Regions from separate parts of the Mus musculus genome. Here region 2 is linked to region 1. Evidence: chromatin contacts called from public HiChIP or PLAC-seq data. All regions are on one chromosome and are shown on one strand. Each heading gives the region's core, a stretch centred on a gene start, on an enhancer-like site or on the middle of the called end of the contact. The rest is flanking DNA. Distances are from core to core; before and after follow the strand shown. Region 1 has its middle 23 kb from the start of Gm38934. Region 2 holds the start of Dusp14 (dual specificity phosphatase 14).

What was found. HiChIP or PLAC-seq counts read pairs in DNA pulled down with a chosen protein or histone mark.
Region 2: an H3K27ac HiChIP or PLAC-seq map of embryonic stem cells shows a contact between it and region 1, with 3 times the contacts expected there. The contact joins the promoter of Dusp14 here to the enhancer-like site in region 1. A contact is called at or near these places in 11 of 39 promoter capture datasets (cranial neural crest, embryonic stem cells, hippocampal neurons and 5 more), 4 of 15 datasets of contacts at CTCF or cohesin (the NIH/3T3 cell line, embryonic stem cells and pro-B cells), 5 of 484 Hi-C or Micro-C datasets (the N1E-115 cell line, embryonic stem cells and palatal mesenchyme), 11 of 115 datasets of contacts at active chromatin or transcription factors (cardiomyocytes, effector CD8 T cells, embryonic stem cells and 3 more) and 2 of 9 other capture datasets (liver and pancreatic islet).

The regions. Positions count from the first base shown.
Region 1 is chr11:83,785,791-83,790,793 of GRCm38.p6, reverse strand. No RefSeq gene overlaps it. Among named protein-coding and RNA genes, the nearest start is that of Gm38934, 23 kb to the left of the region's middle. Within about 2 kb of position 3,478, at least 29 of the 459 cell types and tissues checked have an H3K27ac peak or open chromatin away from gene starts, as enhancers often do. A contact at or near this core is called in the N1E-115 cell line, embryonic stem cells and kidney, where this site is marked.
Region 2 is chr11:84,065,615-84,070,363 of GRCm38.p6, reverse strand. It overlaps Dusp14 (dual specificity phosphatase 14), which reads left to right and starts at 2,007. Exons shown (of 3, transcript NM_019819.3): 1 at 2,007-2,094.

The DNA of each region.
Region 1 (5,003 bases), core at 2,229-4,728:
AAGTAGAGAAACCTATATAAAGAGTTTAACCCAGCTGTTGGTCTGCCTTTGATTTCATCTTGTCAAACACAATGAAGTGTGTGTTCACCCACATGTCTTGGTCTCCATTCCTGGAGAAGGCTGGACAAAGTATTTCTGGGTTGGAGGCTTTTTTTTTTTTTTTAATTTATTTTTTTGCATTGGGATGCTGGCAGGCTTTTCTCAGAAGGATGGAACCTGAGTTTCTTCAGATCTAAAGGTCGTGGCAGGATACATTCTGTATGCACGTGGGGCTGGGGCTGGGGCTGGAAATGGCTCAGACTCCGAGGCTTTGGCCAGTCCATCACCTTCATCATTTCATGCTGACACAAAGCAAAACAACGCAACAACACAAAACCAACCTTCTCAGAAGTCCTATCCTGTCTCCTGTTACAGCTTGGAGAGTGTCTGTCATCAGGCACATTCTGGGAGACTTTCCCTTTATCTAAAGGGGTCAAGAGAGACTTCTGGAAAAGCACCTGTCATGGCCCAAGATGATTCTGGGTCAGCTGATTGAGGGAAGGTTTGGAAAAGCTTCCTGGCTTGGGGAAAAAGGTGGTGCCCACTATGCTACCTGCAGTCTACTTAGCATATCAGACCCCAAGCATCATGCCTGCCCTGTGTTACAGAGAGCACTATTACATAGGACACCAAGGGGGGGGGGGAGAAAGAGAGAGAGAGAGAGAGAGAGAGAGAGAGAGAGAGAGAGAGGCAGAGAGAGCAGAGAGAGCGAAACAGAGACACAGGGAGAGACAGAGTGTGTGTGTGTGAGAGAGAGAGAGAGAGAGAGAGAGAAAGAGAGAGGCAGAGAGAGCAGAGAGAGCGAAACAGACACAGGGAGAGACAGTGTGTGTGTGTGTGTGTGTGTGTGTGTGTGTGTGTGAGAGAGAGAGAGAGAGAGAGAGAGAGAGAGAGAGAGAGAGAGAGAGATGTTTGGAAAAGTTTGTGGGTAAACTGTGCCAAGCCTGATGACCTAAGTTAGATCCCTGGGATTCACAAGGTGGGAGAGAGCTATCCTCTATACATTGTCCTCTGACCTGTGCAAGCGTACTTTTAAGCTCTCCCTCCCCTAAGCAAAACTGATATTAACAAGCTCTATGCTTTAAGAAATAGCCCTGCCCCAAATCCCTGTAATTTACTCCCCATCCAAGCTCCATTCAAGCAGCAAGCAGCTGTGTCATCTGCTCTGCTTCCCAGCCCCACTTGAACCTGCGCTGCCTTCAATGCTAGCTAGCATAAGCTTCACTTAGACGCTTCAGGGAGCCAGCATCGGGCATTGACAGGAAGGCGCATGCGTCCCGACCGTGATCTGAGCATGTTACTCAGAAGTTTCGTAATCTGTGAGTCACAAAACAGGAAGGATAACATTTGCCTCACTGTTAAGTATTGTTCTCAGATGACACGATGCTAGCGAAACTGCCTCATGTATAGAAGATACTCAGGAAATGCATCAAGAATCGATGAGCCCCTCCCAGATGACTGGGGCTCGCGTTCCCTTGTCTCCAGCCCCTTACCACTCCCCTTTTCTATACTCTTGCCTTGCCATGCTTGTGAGGCAGGGCCAAAAGCTCAAGAGATTCTTCTGGTACCTTCTCTGGCACCTTACATACCGTTCTTGTTCAAAGCATTAAGCGTAACCAAGGGTGTTGCTTTTTTTTTTTTTTTTCTTTACATTCATTCCAGGGTGGAAGGTTGTCTCACTGCACGAGAGACATGTTATCCTACAGGTGTCACGACCACCCCCAAATCCAGCCTTTCAGACCAGAGCTCCCTGAACCCATGCCCCCTACAAGCTAAGGCTCAGAGAAGAGCGATGCTTCTCCACTTTGGGCTTCTTAGCCCTCCAGGGCACATTTTCCAAAGCATGAGATATGTTGGGTTGTCATAGTTAGGGGGATTCTTCCTGGCGTCTGGTTAAGTAAGGGGTTTGAGATGTTGACAAACATCCCACAGTGCACCTACAAGGAACCAGCCTGCCCGAGGAATTAACAGTGCCATGGTTGAAAACCTTGACTTAGAGGGGCCCTTCCATAAGGTCAGGGCAAAGCTCTGCTCACAGCCCTCCCCACCCATGGTTCCTAAACCCCTCCTCTTTATGGTGGGGGGACAAGGCCAGGAAGGCCCCACATCCCAGTTACCACGCTCAGCCTCCTCCTGTTTCCACCTGCTGTTCTGCTCTGTTACCTCCTGCCCCTCTAAGATAGCCTGTGTGTCCTACGTGCCACCTGCTGTACAGCTCTGTGGTCACCCCAAGGGTCACCCCCGCCTGCCTCTGCTCAAAGGTTGTCTTCCCAGGGAGAACTTCCTTCACACCTCGTGCCAAACTATAATCTGCCCAGAGCTTTCTGTCCGGCCATGATCTGTTTTTCCTTGCCTCTGGCCCCCGAGACCCCAGGTCACTGACGGTATTAGCTTACCGTCCTGATCAAGTGTGATATCTGCAGGACTTTTTTTTTCCTTGTTCCCTGATATTTTCTTCTGCTTGATTCTTTTTCTTTTCTTTTCTTTTTCTTTTTTATTTTTGAGACAGGGTTTCTCTGTGTAGCCCTGGCTGTCCTGAAACTCACTCTGTAGACCAGGCTGGCTTTGAACTCAGAAATCTGCCTGTCTTTGTCTCCTAAGTGCTGGAATTAAAGGCATGCACCACCACTGCCCTGCACTTGCCTGATTTTTATATATTATATCTTATATATTTGATAAATTCTCCAGATATCTTCTCCAGTGAATGGATGAATGAATAAATGAATGAAAATCCTACTGTTCCAGAGCTGTTCCGTTCTTATGAAGTCAAGCTGACCTGACACTTGTGTCATGTGAGTGCAGTTGCCCTCATAGACCAGAAGAGAGCGCTGGATCCCCTGGAGTGACAGGTGGCTGTGAGCCATTGGACGTGGGTCCTGGGAACCCAACTCAGGTACTTTCCCTTATTATCCCCAACACCTGTTCAGGCAAACACTTAAATGTTATTCTGAGCATCTCATGTAAATGAAAACCTACAGTATACGTGGCTGTCTTCTTTGACTTAGCATAGCATTTAATGGCTCACCCACGATATGGAGTATATTGATATTTCACCTTTTCTACAGCCCAATATTATTCCACCGAGTAGACACACATCATGCCGTTCTCTGGTCGCCAGCAGAGCCGCCGTTGCTAGTTAGGGGCTATCCCGAATGCTGCAGCTGTGGGCACTGCTGTACTTGGTCACATCATTTGTTTGGGGTGTCACCTGGAGTTGCTGAGTCATGTGGTGACTGTGTGGAAATTTTGGAGGGACTGCCTGCTGCGCTTTCTTCCTGGCTTTGTGGATTCACACCCAGCATTGTCTTTCCTCGAGTTATGCCGAGCTTCTTCGGTCCATGCTACCTGACCTCCTCTGCATGGCATACCTGGGAGGCTCCTGTGCCTCCTGAGGGGCACCCTCTATGGCCAACACCTCAGTCACAAGGAAGGGAGTTTCAATATCCCAGGGCTCAGGTTACACGGGCAGCAACTACAATGAAGCCTCGAGTGAGAACCCTCAGCTCCTCCCTTCTGTTCGTGCTCCATCTGCTACCTGAGTGCTCCCTAAAGCAAATCTATTTTGCTTTAGGGATACCTACAAGTCTAGTAAGCCTACCGACACTGCCCATGACCTCTCTATGGGCTCACCATGCTGAGCGTCACAAGCTAACCCACCAGAGGCCATCCGCTTGGCTAAACCTCCCTGCCTTGGGTTAGGCCACTCCCTCCTCAAATGTGATTTCCTCCCTTTCCTAGTCAGGAAGAACAGCCTGACTGGCTTTCCTCTTGTGCTGGCCTGGGTCCAGCCCTCACCACCCTCATCTGGGAGTGCCTCTTGGCTTGAACTGGCTTAGCGTTCACCTTTGAATCTGAGTGATAGCCATGTGTGGAATTTCAAATGTGGTAAAAGCAAAAATAAAGTCCCAAGCTTGGAAAGAGCGTTCTTTATATGTTAATTTCCCCCACATCTGGGTTTCACATATGTACAGTAGCAAAGCCATGTAGGAGACAGTATAAGATAGAGAAGCCTCCAAGACCTGAATTCCATTCCCGCTGTCCCCTTGGTGAGCTTGGTCATGAGGGCTACCATCTCCCCTCCGAGGCCTCGGTGCTCGTCGATACGAGGGGGTGTTGTATTCCTTTCCAATTCACTCAACAGACTCTTGCCAGGACCTGTTCAGGCGAGGAAAGGCCAACAAGACAGGAAGTGACTTATATCCAGCAGGGAGGGCCACAGATAAGCAGGCAGGTGACCATAAAAGAGTGGTAAAGCGTGTTCTGAAAGATGGGGCTAGCAAGGAGAGTACGTTTTCCCTCCATCGGGAGTTTTCAAGCCAGTACTGAGCATCCAGTGGTAACTACCCCAGCAAATGGGGCCAAGCAGAAAAGGGTCCAGGAAGAAAAGCCTGCAACCTAGGAACAAGGGACATCCCGGAGACGGAAGGATGGTGTGAATACCACGGACAATCGCTGAAGCTCTTAGGGCTTCCCTTCCATGTCAACCTCAGTTCATGTGCTGAGAGATCCAAATGCCTACTGAAGAGTTACGTGCTGGGTGTGGACCTGTGATCCCAATACTGTGGAGGCTAAGGCAGGACGGTTGAGAACGGAACTCCAGCCCGTGCATTTGGTGACAGCTCATCTCAAAACAAAACCTACCCCCTAAAAACAAACAAAAAACAAGAGACACAAATAATGGAGCTAGAGAGGAGGCTCAGCAGTTAAGAGCATTTGCTGTTCTTACAGAGAACCTGGGCTTGGTTTCCAGCACCCACATCAGATAGGTCCCAATGCTCTCCCCAGTTTCAGGGGATCCAAGACCCTCTTCTGGCCTCGGGTATCTGCACACATGTGCACACACAAGCAGGCAGATATATACTGATTTTCCAGGACAAAGACTACATCAGGGGTTCATAAATTCTCCAGAAGGTTCTGCAACACACTAACCAACCCTTGTGGCGTGTTCTGAAGTCTGAGACGTC
Region 2 (4,749 bases), core at 758-3,257, 280 kb before region 1:
TCACACAGGCTGCATATCAAGGGCTTAGAAGCCAGCAAAGGCTCTTGGGGCCCCTGCAAAGATCTACAGAGAAGATATTTCAGCCATCCTTTCTACTTAACTCTAGATCATTAGCATAAACTACACAGAGAAGGGTCTCTTTGCATGAGCTTGCCTCTCCCTCTTAAATTAGGGTGTGACTTTTCCTGGAAGGCTTATATCGCATAGTCTACAAAAGCTGTCCTGCTCCTTGTCCCCACCCAGAACTTACTCATGTGCAAGTAATAATGTAAGCAAAAATGATCCCAAAAAACAAAACTGGATGGAATTTAAGGAGGAGTGTGACTGCCACCAAGTCATGAAGTGAGTACAGGACTGTAGGTTCTCAGCTTGTGGGCCAAGACCCTTTCATACGGGTCCCACATCAGCTATCCTTCATGTCAGACATTTACGTTATGGTTCAAAACAGTAGCAAAATTATACTTAGGAAGTAGCAACAACAATAACAATATGGTTGGGGGTGGTCACTGCGTTAAAGGGTGGCAGCACGGGTGTGTGTGTGTGTGTGTGTGAGAGAGAAGCACTGTAGAGGGACATGCAGAAATACAAACAGCATTCAATCACTTCCAGTAGAGATTTTGCTATTTTTACATTAGGGATGTCAAAAGCAGGTCATGAAATAAACTGCCGGAATGATAATAGTACCAGAAAGATATATTCCCATGCAGTTTGAACTCGGTGCTTTAACCTAATCTTAGTCTCCTTGTGTTCTTCATGAAATGGTTAATTTTGCCTAATTTTAAAGCTCTCATGCTTTTTAATGGCATCAAATCTCTTCAGTCTAGGCCATTTTAGCTTTCCCTGTATTATCACTAAAATGCCTCTGCTGTTATATTTTCGTCTGGGAAACAGACAAAAACTTCTAGATATTGCAGCACCCACAAAAAGACTGAATCCAGTTGGCCAATGGAGATTAAAAAAAGAAAGAAAGTAAAACAAAAACCTCCAGGTTTTACTTGAAGATGCTAGAAACTGTTAAGTAAGCCCTAAGTGCGGCGTGCTCCTCCTCTGTCCCCTCCCCCAAATCCAAGAATACTAGTTTGACTTCAGCAGTTCTGATGTCAGCGATTTGCTACAGCGAGGGCATTGCTTGGGTGAGCACAGGACCAACCGAGCGCCAAGTCAGGACTCCTGGAGTCTGACTCACTGCAGAGGCTGGAGGAAGTCGTTCCTACCGCCCCTGTATCGCCCCTCAGTTTTGCGAAGAGAAGAGTAGGGTGGCGCTAAAGTCAGTTTGCATCCATTCATTTCAGGTGAGAAAACCTAAAGAGGACAGAAAGAGAGGAAAGAGAGAGGGAGAGAGCGAGAGAGCTAGTTGAGAGCAAAGAAATTTCAAGGGTTCCACAAGTCAGCCTCGTTGTACCTAGGAGTGTGGGTACTGTCAATGCATCAGAGGTTTAGGGGTCTTTAACTCCTTTGGAGTTTCCCCAGTTACTTCCCTCACCTGTCAATCAAAATCCACCCAGCAGTTGACGGAAGAATTAGGGCGTGGTGGTTTATACCTTTAATCCCAGCTTTAGGGAGATAAAGGCAGAGGCAGGCGAGTCTCTGTGAGTTCCAGGCCAACCTGGTCTACATAGTGAGACCTTGCCTCAACAAACAAGCAAAAAAGAGTGGCTTTGCCTTCCCCCTTGGGTCCGCACCTGGGGCTGTCTCGCCCGGGGGAGGAGGAGGGGGTGGCTGAGAGGCGGTGATTAGTCACTGGCTGCGGCGCTCACACCTTTTATTCTGTCTCTTCCCGCAGTTGCCTCTCTGCATTTGGACAGATTCTTCGAACGCCAGCTCAGAAGCTGGGCCGGAGGACAACGCGGCTTCAAGGAGCAGGGGTCTGCGAGTAAGTCCAGGTGAGTAGGAACCGGGGCCAGGAGGACCTGCCCGCGCCGCAGCGCGCACGCGCGGCGCCCGGAACCCACGCTCGTCCCCGCTGCGGGCCCGCGCTCGGAAGAGGGCGGCAGCGCGCAGGGAGCGGGAGGCGCGCGAGGCCGGCGGGCAGAAGCCGCGAGCCTCGCAGCAGCACGGACCCGAGAGCCGCCGCTGCCGCCACCGGCACACTCGGTACGGGGTGCGGGGGAGAGCCAGAGGGGCCCGGGCGCATGCGACCCTCGGCTCTGCAAACTTTGTGCGGGTGCTCGGCGACCTCGGGGCGCGGGGCGGGAGAGGCTGGGATCCCCGAACCCAAGCCGGCAGGCGTCAGCATGCACCCCGCGACCGGCCCCGCCACCCCCTGGAAACACTTGGCTTTCTGCTATGCCAAGAACTCAACTTGAGCGTCTCTCCTCGGTGTTAGATTGGTGTGCACCATGCTCACATCTGACTCTTATTTCTCCTAAGTATCCTTGCTCTGGAGCGAAGTTGAATTGTACTGGGCTTGGGGTAGGGAAGGGAGCCGAGTGGTGTAGCCGCCTTAGGATTGTATAACTACCTTCTATTGAAGTGGATGTTGCCAGTGGCATCGGCTAATGTTATGGTAACTGGGCATCTTAGAGGCAAGAGAAGGCGGGGTGTTTTACCAGTAGTCTCCCGGTCTAATAATACTAAAAACAATACCTCATACTTTCCACTCAGGAGAGCCCCACGGCATTTGGTTTACGTTCTCTGGGTAGTTTTCAGTGAAGTTTCTAAGAGGTAGGTGGAGAGCTGTGCTTTCCCGATTTGTAGATGTAAAAAACGGAGGCAAGGATTCGGATTCTTAACTGACTTTAATGAAATGTGGACCAAGAGTTTTAACGCAGTTTCCTGCAGTTCTTGCTCCAAAAAGTACCAACTTTGAAGTTTAATGGGATACCAGAACATCCTCCCTGAGGACAATGAAAGGTCAGAGAGGCCAAGGGACAGTGGTCTGCAGCCGCAGGCCTCAGCTACAAAGCCGGGTCCCTCCAACAAGATGCAACTCTTTGGGTGTTGTATGTATTCTTTGCAAAGTTGTGTTTAGGGCTGCAATTTGCTGTTGTCTTTTGTGGACTCATAAAGGGCATTTAGTCTCGGTTTCCTTGAGAAACAGAGGAGTGAGGCACCCCCAGAGTGAGGCACCACTTCTTCCTTGCTGGAGACACCTTAAGAATTCCCATGAGGTCAGACGAGGGCCGAGAGTTCCCGGGAGGAGGGAGGAAGGAGCCCTGCACAGGCGGCTTGACACATGGGCCCCACTCCTGCCTCCAGCTCTGACTCACCTACTGACGCTTGGGGGAGGAGAATAGCTGCTTGGTATTTTTGGCTTTCCCCCATAAAACGGGAGACAGTTGGCTTCATTCGAGTCTTCTCAGCATCCTTTTCGAGAGCGCCGCGCCGCTGAGCTTAGTCCTCCTCTCGGAAGGAAACCTTTGATACTGGCTGACTGCAGGTATGCATTCTGTGAGATCCCTTAATAGAGCTGCACACAGATTTACTGCTGGAGCTTCTAAATCGGGGAAATCCTTCAAGACTTTGGGATTGAAATTAGGGTTAAGAGAAATCTTTGAATTAGATGTATACCTTTGCATGAGGAATTTCTTTTCCTTTTTTTAACAAGATGGATTAAAAATATTTTCCCAGCATCACAAAAAAAGGCTTGGCTCATTCCATCTGAAAAATTAGGACTTTATAGATCAGGTCATTGTCTTCCTTTAATCTTCAAAAGAATGGCTGTCTGTGTGTCTTTCTGTTGGCTTGTATCTTGTAGACTCTTCCCAGCGTTTTAATAAGATGTGTATTTGCATAAGTGACTTGCTAACAAAATCATTTTAGAGTGGATCCGGTTTATAGCAATTTGGTTTCTGTCTAGAACAGGTAGCATGCTTTTTAGGTAAAATCATGTTAACTCTGCCAGCACCTTACTATCTCTCTGAGCAACAGGCAGAAGGATCTCACAAACAACTTGAAAGGAGCTGGGTCGTTGTGATGCTTGGTTTTACTCCCAGGTGCAGAATGGAAACTTCCCTATTAATACACAAACACGACAGGCACGCACGACCAACAGCAGCGGATTGTCTTTGCACAGAGAAGACACAAGAGGGAGTGGAAGGCAGAAGAGTTGCTAAAGCAACCGATGGCCTGGGTATAAACTTACAGGGCTCGCATTTAAGGTGGTAGCTTCATTATTTATGATCGCTTCCCTGGGGTGACACAACAGAAAGGAAAGCGTTAATGGAGGAGGGTGCCGCAGCTCAGCTGGAGTCAATGGCAGGAAAAGGGTTCATCTGACAAGTTCATGTCAGCAGGGCATGACTTTGCATAGCAAACATTTACTAAGGAGTTTTGCTGTTCTAAAGGCACCGGGCTGGGTGCTGAGGTAAGAAAGCAAATGAGGGTCACGACCTTAGACACGACCTTAGACACGACCTTAGACACCTAGTAATAGTGAGAGGAGTGCTCTTTTCCTGGGATCGGAGCCTGTTTTTTGGTACTCGATGAAGGAATAAACTGAATGGGTAACTTGATCAGTTACTTTAGAGAAAGATGTAAGGGTAACCACAGCCAAGAAGCAGACTCCTACTGCATTTTCCCCTCCCCCCTAACCCCCCACTACTTTTTCAGGACAGCTGATTACTGTACTGACTATAATGGAAATAATCTCCTTTGCCTATGGTTTTTACCTCTAAGCATAAACCTAAACAGCACAGCTGTTCATGCCCCTTTCACCTTTATGCAACATTTTTTTTAGGTCTTGTTTGTTTGCGATGGGGTCTCTAGTGTATCCCTAGCTGTCCTGAAACTTGCTCTGTAGACCAGGAT